Linked DNA regions of Salmo salar: region 2 is linked to region 1. The links are chromatin contacts, called in public Hi-C maps. All regions are on one chromosome and are shown on one strand. The core of a region is the stretch at or near the end of the contact, and the rest is flanking DNA. Distances in the headings are between cores, read along the strand shown.

Evidence for each region. Hi-C and Micro-C count contacts between places; a contact is called where the count stands out from the background.
Region 2: a Hi-C map of gill shows a contact between it and region 1, with 2.8 times the contacts expected there. The contact joins the promoter of LOC106584033 here to the enhancer-like site in region 1. A contact is called at or near these places in 2 of 3 Hi-C or Micro-C datasets (blood and gill).

Annotation. Positions count from the first base shown.
Region 1 is chrssa23:9,724,451-9,728,688 of Ssal_v3.1, reverse strand. LOC100286690 (tyrosine-protein kinase JAK1) reads left to right here. Exons shown (of 24, transcript XM_014168828.2): 8 at 1,119-1,276; 9 at 1,468-1,582; 10 at 2,665-2,863. It also overlaps the pseudogene LOC123729987. Among protein-coding and RNA genes, the nearest start is that of LOC100286690, 32 kb to the left of the region's middle. Within about 2 kb of position 2,353, at least 5 of the 13 cell types and tissues checked have an H3K27ac peak or open chromatin away from gene starts, as enhancers often do. A contact at or near this core is called in gill, where this site is marked.
Region 2 is chrssa23:9,763,852-9,768,327 of Ssal_v3.1, reverse strand. It overlaps LOC106584033 (adenylate kinase 4, mitochondrial), which reads right to left and starts at 2,236. Exons shown (of 6, transcript XM_014168832.2): 1 at 2,031-2,236. LOC123729851 (a long non-coding RNA gene) reads left to right here and starts at 2,177. Exons shown (of 2, transcript XR_006761521.1): 1 at 2,177-2,322; 2 at 2,911-4,476.

The DNA of each region.
Region 1 (4,238 bases), core at 1,104-3,603:
TGTAAGTGTGCTACTCGTTGCATCAGACCAAGCTAACTGAACCTCGAAAAAACAAGCTCCTTGAAGGAATCTACAAGAAAGGAAGCTAGTGGAGTGTTTTGGAACACAGACTAAGGTGTCAGCTAATGGGGAGCAGGTTGGTATTTATTGGGATGAATCTTGAAATGTTATTGGTCACATACACACGGTTAGCAGATTATTGCACGTGTAGAGAAATGCTTGTGCTTCTAGTTCCGACAGTGCAGCAATATCTAACATGTAATCTAACAATTCCACAACTACCTAATACACACAAATCTAAGTGAAGGAATGGAATAAGAATATATACATATAAATATATGGATGAGCAATGACAGAGCGGCATAGGCAAGATGCAATAGATGGTATAAAATACAGTATATACATATGAGATGTGTAATGCAAGATATGTAAACATTATTAAAGTGACTAGTGATCCATTTATAAAGTGGCCAATGATTTCAAGTCTGTATGTAGGCAGCAGCCTCTCTTTGTTAGTGATGGCTGTTTAACAGTCTGATGGCCTTGAGATAGAAGCTGTTTTCAGTCTCTCGGTCCCAGCTTTGATGCACCTGTACTGACCTCGCCTTCTGGATGGTAGCGGGGTGAACAGGCAGTGGCTCGGGTGGTTGTTGTCCTTGATGATCTTTTTGACCTTCCTGTGACATCGGGTGCTGTAGGTGTCCTGGAGGGCAGGTAGTTTGCCCCCGGTGATGCGTTGTGCAGACCGCACCACCCTCTGGAGAGCCCTGCCATTTGATTTATTGGGATGAATCTTGTCCTGGTGGCAGCTCTGCAGAGTGGCCTAGCCACAAAGTCATCAAATCTGATTTTTAAAGCTAACCTTAACTGCACTGCTAACCTTATGCCCAACCTTAAATGAAGACCAAAAAGCTCATTTTTATTAGCATACATTTTTTTACGATATAGCCAATTTTAACTTTGCTTTGGAAACCGCTGAGCTCTGCCTCCAGGACAAGATTCATCCCAATAAATGTCAACCTGCTAATGGGGATCCCAATAAAGACGAATGAATCAAGTATTGAATGTAATGATTTATGAAGTATTTGTTAATATTGTTTAACTCGATTGTCCTCTAGGAGGTGAAGCTGGAGTTTAGAGGTGAGGCGCTGGCATTCGCTGCTCTGGTGGACGGGTATTTCCGTCTGACGGTAGACGCCCATCACTACCTGTGTACAGAGGTGGCTCCTTCTTCTGTGGTGCAGAACCTACAGAACTGCTGTCATGGACCTATCTGGTCAGTGATCACACACTCTCTCTCTCTCTCTCTCTTTTTTCTCTCTGTCCATCTCTGTCTGGCTTTTGTTCTCTCTCCCCCCCCCATCTCTCTATTCTCCTAACCTCTCTTCTTTCTCTACCTTTCTCTATCTGTTTCATTTGCCTTAATCTACCGTTGAGTTTCGGGGGTTTGACTGTTGTTTCCTGCAGTACGGAGTATGCCATCCAGAAGCTTCGCCAGGAGGGCAACGAGGAGGGAACCTACGTCCTGCGCTGGTCCTGTACTGACTACCATAACATCATCATGACCGTGGTCTGCAAAGAGGTAACACGTACTTACCTGGCATGGGAGACACCTTGATTACGAAAGAGGCGAGACCATTGCACTCTGGCCATGCTGACCCCTGTGAATTCCCCCAAATGTGGGAATCTTGACTGCATCATTTCCGGTAATGGGAAACTGCGTCCACACTCTACGCTGGAATTAGGGCGGCAGGTAGCCTAGCGGTTAGAGCGCTGGGCCAGTAATCGAAACGTCGCTAGTTGGAATTGCGGAGCTGACAAGTCTGTCAATGTCCCCTTGCGGAAGGCACTTCACCCTAATTGTTCCAAGGTTGCATTGGTACAGCCAGGGTCGAAATGGCAGACCCTGACCGTGACCCCACTCTCCGAGGGTGTCTCAGGGAGAGTTTGGATATGCAAAAAAAACTAACATTTCCAATTCACACATGCGTATTAATACACGTTTGTACAATAGGACAAATATATCACACACCCTCTTGAGAACAAAGTCTTTTTTTCAGGCGGAGAGAGTGGATTGTAAAAAACTGAGGTGGAACGAATGGAGAAGTCTGATAAAAAGCCAAAACAACAAAGTTCAGAGATAATCACACAAGGAAGTGACTAGGAGCTGTCTGATAAACAGTTACAACACAGATGATGCCAAAACATGATACACACTCTGACACACACGCACACACACACACACGCACACACACACGCACACACATATACACACACACACATATACACACACACATGTACACACACACACACACACATGTACACACACACACACACAGACACAGGATGTCCTTTTCAAACAATGTGTGGTTACTGTCAAAACAACAGCCTGGCAGTCTGGTGTGTATATCACACTACCATGGTTAGATAAGCTGAACTCCCATCAGTGAAAACTGTGTGTGTGTGTGGGGGGGGGGACGGACGACTGAGTGTGTTCTCGTTTGGGGCATCTCAATTCAATTCTCAATTCAATTAATTCGGGGACAGTAAATAGCATGTGCCTTACTGTACATGCTGACTGGGATTTGTTCCAGGCAGTATGCAGTGGACAACTGATTTCCTCTTTCCTTCCCTTCATCTACCCCTTTCCTCCCCTCTCTCCAGTTTGATCTGTGTGAGTCGAGGCAGGTGCACCTGTATAAGAACTTCCAGATCGAGGTGGGTTCTGAGGGATTCCGTCTGTATGGGACCGAGACCTACAGATCTTCTCTCAGAGAGCTGCTCGACCACCTGGCTAGACAGAACCTCCGTACGGACAACCTCCACTTCCAGCTCAAACGCTGCTGCCCCCCACAGCCCAGAGGTATGAGGAGAGACACAAATATTCAGTACACACACACACTTTCACTTCAACTTTTAGTGCTTTTATTTCAGCCCCTCAGCATGTCATGTTGGCCTTTCTATACATGTTTTGCACACACAAGCCCGCATATTGAACTGAGCCCTCTGCGTGACTTGGTTCTGGTCAGCTGAAAGGATGTCCCTTTTAGTACCTGTTTACACCAGGAGCACTAGTTTCCCTTAGCGACACTGCCTCGCCATGATTACCACTCACTTAACCCTCTGGGGGTAACTGTGTGAATCTGTGTGTAGGTGTGGCTATGTGTTTTTGCAAGCGTATGTGTCTGTGTGTGTGAGAACCCTGTCTTGTTTACATCCTCTGTGTGTGTGTGTGTGTGTGCGTGCGCGGGCATGTGCGTCAATGAGAGGCAAGGAAAGAAAGACTAAGTAGTACTGTGGTTTCCTGAGCACATCTCTCCTCCTCTGTTTACTGCAGACAGGCGTGGGAGGTGGAGGTGTGTGTGTGGGGGTTGTTATGATGAAATATTTTGCCTGCTATGATGGGCCTGTCACAAGGGTGGAGCATCATTTGTGTTTTGATTTTTGTTGTGTGTGTGTGTGTGTGGGGGGGGGGTTGTTATGATGAAATATTTGGCCTGCTATGATAGGCCTGTCACAAGGGTGGAGCATCATTTGTGTTTTGATTTTGTTGTGTGTGTGTGTTGAAAACCACAGAGTTCTCTTTGTCACAACATCACTTCCTCCTCTCCACCCAGCCATACACTGATAATGATTCTAATATATCTACTACTCTACATTGCAGTTTTGTTACACTGTTTATACACACCAAGTATGTACAGTCGTGGCCAAAAGGTTTGAGAATGACACAAATATTAATTTTCACAAAGTCTGCTGCCTCAGTTTGTATGATGGCAATTTGCATATACTCCAGAATGTTATGAAGAGTGATCAGATGAATTGCAATTAATTGCAAAGTCCCTCTTTGCCATGCAAATGAACTGAATCCCCCCAAAAACATTTCCACTGCATTTCAGCCCTGCCACAAAAGGACCAGCTGACATCATGTCAGTGATTCTCTTGTTAACACAGGTGTGAGTGTTGATGAGGACAAGGCTGGAGATCACTCTGTCATGCTGATTGAGTTCGAATAACAGACTGGAAGCTTCAAAAGGAGGGTGGTGCTTGGAATCATTGTTCTTCCTCTGTCAACCATGATTACCTGCAAGGAAGCATGTGCCGTCATCATTGCTTTGCACAAAAAGGGCTTCACAGGCAAGGACATTGCTGCCAGTAAGATTGCACCTAAATCAACCATTTATCGGATCGTCAAGAACTTCAAGGAGAGCGGTTCAGTTGTTGTGAAGAAGGCTTCAGGG
Region 2 (4,476 bases), core at 987-3,486, 40 kb before region 1:
CATCTTTCAATGTTGCCCATGGTATGCATTGCACCTTATTATCAAAGTCCGCGAACAGATACTTTCTGCTCGTTTTGAGTTAACAGGGACAGTATATCAACAGTGTATTACACTGAATCTAACTTAATTGCCAATTTTCCCGAATTGGTTACGACTTAAAAAGGCTACAGAAAAAAACGGAAGTGTTAAAGAGCCTCATTCATCCAATCAGCTAGAGAAATCGAACTTTCCAGATTTCTGATTGTACAGATGGAGGATTTAAACTATGGCGAAAAAAACAAACATAACGGGGAAACAGTCAAGCGATGTAGGCCTACCTCACCGATGCCCACAATCACTCCTCACCTTCGATTTATGCCTGTGTGTCCTGCAAAACGTATGCGTAATATAGCACGTAGTTCACTCAGACCAAGTCAGAAAATGTTTTTTTTTCTGTTCCCAAGGGACAGTAGCTTGTCTGCGTCTTTAAGAAAGGGTTTTTCTCTGCGAATGAATGGAGGAGCTGCCACAACGCCCTATTTCTCAGCACCTCCCCGACACATCAAGAAGAAAAAATGCGGATGACTTGTGCGCAGGAACTGGGTAACACTTGGGAATCTGGTACCTGTAGTTTTCTATTGTGAGTAAGACGAATCATTTACAATCGCAACCATATCATATGTAAGTGGCTGAAACATGAAAGTTTAAGGAGATACGTAGTCAGTTGCATAACTGAATGCATTCAACCGAAATGTGTCTTCCACATTTAACCCAACCTCTCTGAAGTCTAGAATATACTTATTCTAGAATAGAATAGAACCTGGGTCGTCTGCACGACTCCAGATCATGTTAGCCCACAGAGCTGAATCCCATAGGCATCAGTTTATACTGCTATCACAAGTCTATAGATCTAAAGTTAGAATGGAAGGTCATCAACCATGCATAGTTTGTGTGACCCACCTCTACACTATTCCACACTATTAGGCTAGTAATGGCTCATTGCATTTCCATAGTTGACTCACTTCACAGTATAAAAGTTTGCATCTTAATTTTCTATCCTCAATCTGCAACTTCTTGCATTGATTGAGTTTGTATTATTAATTACAAATTAAAGCTATTCAGATCTATTTTGGGGTTCTATTTATTGGCAGTGGTGTAAAAACTACCCAATTCTCATACTTGAGTAAAAGTAAAGATACCTTAATAGAAAATGACTCAAGTAGAAGTGAAAGTCACCCAGTAAAATACTGAGTACAAGTCTAAAAGTACTTGGTTTCAAATATACTTAAGTGTCAAAAGTAAATGTAATTGCTAAAATATTCTTAAGTATCGAATGGTAAAAGTAAAAATTCCTTATATTAAGCAAACCAGATGGCACAATTTGCATGTTTTAAAAAAAAAAATGGTTAGCCAGAGGCACACTCCAACACTCTGATATAATTTACAAAGAAAGCATTTATGTTTAGTGAGTCTGCCAGAAAATAGGAAGTAGGGATGACCAGGGATGTTCTCTTGATAAGTGTGTGAATTGGCTAATTTTCCTGTCCTGCTAAGTATTGAAAATGTAAGGAGTACTTTTGGGTGTCAGGGAAAATGTATGGAGTAAAAAGTACATTATTTTCTTTAGGAATGTAGTGAAGTAAAAGTTGTCAAAAATATAAATAGCAAAGTAAAGTACAAATACCCCCAAAAACTACTTAAAGTAGTACGTTAAAGTATTTTTACTTAAGTACTTTACACCACTGTTGATTGGCACGTTTCCAGATGGGGTAGGAAGTTAATAATGACGTAATGAATGGTAATAGGATAAATCCGAATTCATGAACCCACTCATGTGTAAGAGACCTATTGACAAAACACTGCAAACTACAAAATAAACGCACTTGTTGACAGCAGCAGTCAATGCAGAGCGTAAACGGTAATTCCCGATTTTCGCGGTTCCCTCTGAAACATTGGCCATCACACATCATTATCATTACGCACTGAGACAGTGCCATTCCGCAACATTTGCGGACCAAGGAATCAAGGAATGTACTTGTTGCGAACCATACCGCGGCGTCAGTGTCCAAAAGCTGTCAAATGCTGCGCATGTACAACCTATTGGTGTCTTCAGTCAATGGAACCTGCCTAATCCATCACACGAAAAAAACTAAATTGGAAGATTATCAATTTACTCAGCTTGTTGTGCGGCGAGACCCGGAAACATTGTTTTATTATTTTGTCACATGGCTGAGAGATTTCAATAACAACAAAAAATGGCGACAATCACGTTGTTCGATGTGGGTCTTGCTGCGTCATTAAAACTATTCACGTAAACACGGGAATGAAATGCGCCAAATGCACGTAAGTAAGACTAATATCCGTCAGATATTGAACTGCAAGTAAATATTAATAAGAATTGCTCATGTTAATTTCGATGATTGGACTACATAGTATTTGTTTTTACCTAGAGAGGGGTGTGTGCAGGCTGGGCGTTAGCGTTTGTCTGCACAATAGTAAAACACAATCAACGCCAATAGCGTTGCTCTTTGACATGGTCTTGTTGTTGAATATCAGAGTTATTATGGCAAAGTATATATGTTAACATTTTTTAAATTATAAGACGGTCAATTTACAAAGGTTTTTAAATAGCCTTACTCCTGTTGTATTTATAGAAAACAGCAACAAGCTTTCCCGACAACGTGGAGTTGAATATCTGGAACAATTGAAATGTGATGATTGTTTTAAATATTTTTATTTTGCGTTTTAAACGTGTATTTAATGTATAGGCTACCTGGTCTACGCTTCACGATTATTGAAGAGTCCGATACGCTATTATAATAATATACTAAGTACAGTCTATTGGGAGTTTTATATGCTATTTACATTTTTACAGTTACGCACCCAATGTTATGTTTTGCTCGATTTAACTGTTGTCTCAACCTTGCGCAGCAGGTTATTTTTCAAATAAGTGTTGGCAAGTGCTCCTGCAATTCTGTGATATCAAACAGAACCAGCAAATCGAGTTGTTTACATGAAGCGGAGGGAGAAGGAGATAGGGAGGAGCCTCCTCAGGCGGGCTACGCGACTGGACTGCTGGAGAGCCTTCTTGCACTGAGGGCGGAGGCCCAAGAACCATAACAAGTCCGACGTCAGCTATTTGGTGTCCATAAATTATGCAGTTCAAACACTAGTAAGTCAACAGTGGTGACTTCGACCAAGGTTTTATTCCTTTAGGCTACATGTATCTGTTGTATAGAAAATGATCTTTCAAAGAGGTTTAGAAAAAGCTGATATGCTACAGTAGTTACACATGTATTGGTAGGTATTACATTCATATGAGGTGAGAAAGAAACATCTTACTAATGGTAGTAAAATACATTTCTAGAATTCTGTAAAGCCTGTGTGGAATTCATAGCACATACACATTTCATGATTATATCCTGTGAATAATTACAAAGCTTTGCAGGTTTTGGTTACCTATTAGAGAAACGTATTTACATTACTTCTGCATGCAATTGTGTTCTCATTCTTGTAATGTGATACCATGAAATACATAAATACAGACATGATATTTGGATTTTATGTATTCTCAACCATCATAGTCATTTTGTTACTCCGATGGCCTATGCATGACGTAAATGCACTTTCTGCAATGTCCAAAAACACCCCCACCTTCCCGACCCTATACAGTGTCATGTCATTCTACGTCCCTCTTTTGGCACGATTCCATCTGCAAAAGAACAGTGTGACTGACAAGATATTATTCTTGCTCTGGGCTCCAAGTCCTGTGTGTGTGTGTGTGTGTGTGTCTGTGTGCGTGCGTCGTATCATGTGTGAGTCTGGCATCATGAAGACGGATGGCATCTGACCCCTTGGACCACCGTGGCTGATGTTGTGTTGTGCTGTGCTGGAACTCAGACTGACTGGGCTGCTGTCTCTTGGCTCCTTAACATGACATCCAGGCTGCCCTGGTTCAGTTATCACTGTGCTGATGCTGTCCATCTTAAAGGTACAGTACTGTGATAACTGAAGGATGGCTGCCACCTTGACACACCCGACCCACTTTGTGATGATGGATGGATGGATGGATGGAGGGAGATGGTACTGCTGTGAGGTTTGTCATTGATAGCACTTGTGCTCCCAACTTTAAGAAGTTAGGAGAACAACATAAAACTTAGGAGCACCAGAAAATACGATTTTTCAACTTGATTGAGATATAGCCTATATTGGGCCTACTTGAATTCTAGCTACTGAAGCACATGCTGTGCTCTAGAAACGAATATGTAACCGTGTAAAGACAGTTTATTATAAAAAGCTATAAATGGTTATACAAATACCTGTTATTGAAATTACAAAGTTATTTGTAGAATAATAGGTTTCTACACTGTGTAAAAGCACTTTTCAAACCAGCATACTGCGGTGCAATATCACATGCACCCCTGCCAATAAAGATTAGGATGGGTCAATTTGTTTTGTAAATTCTCAAATTGAAATAAAAAATAAAGTTGGTTCTGG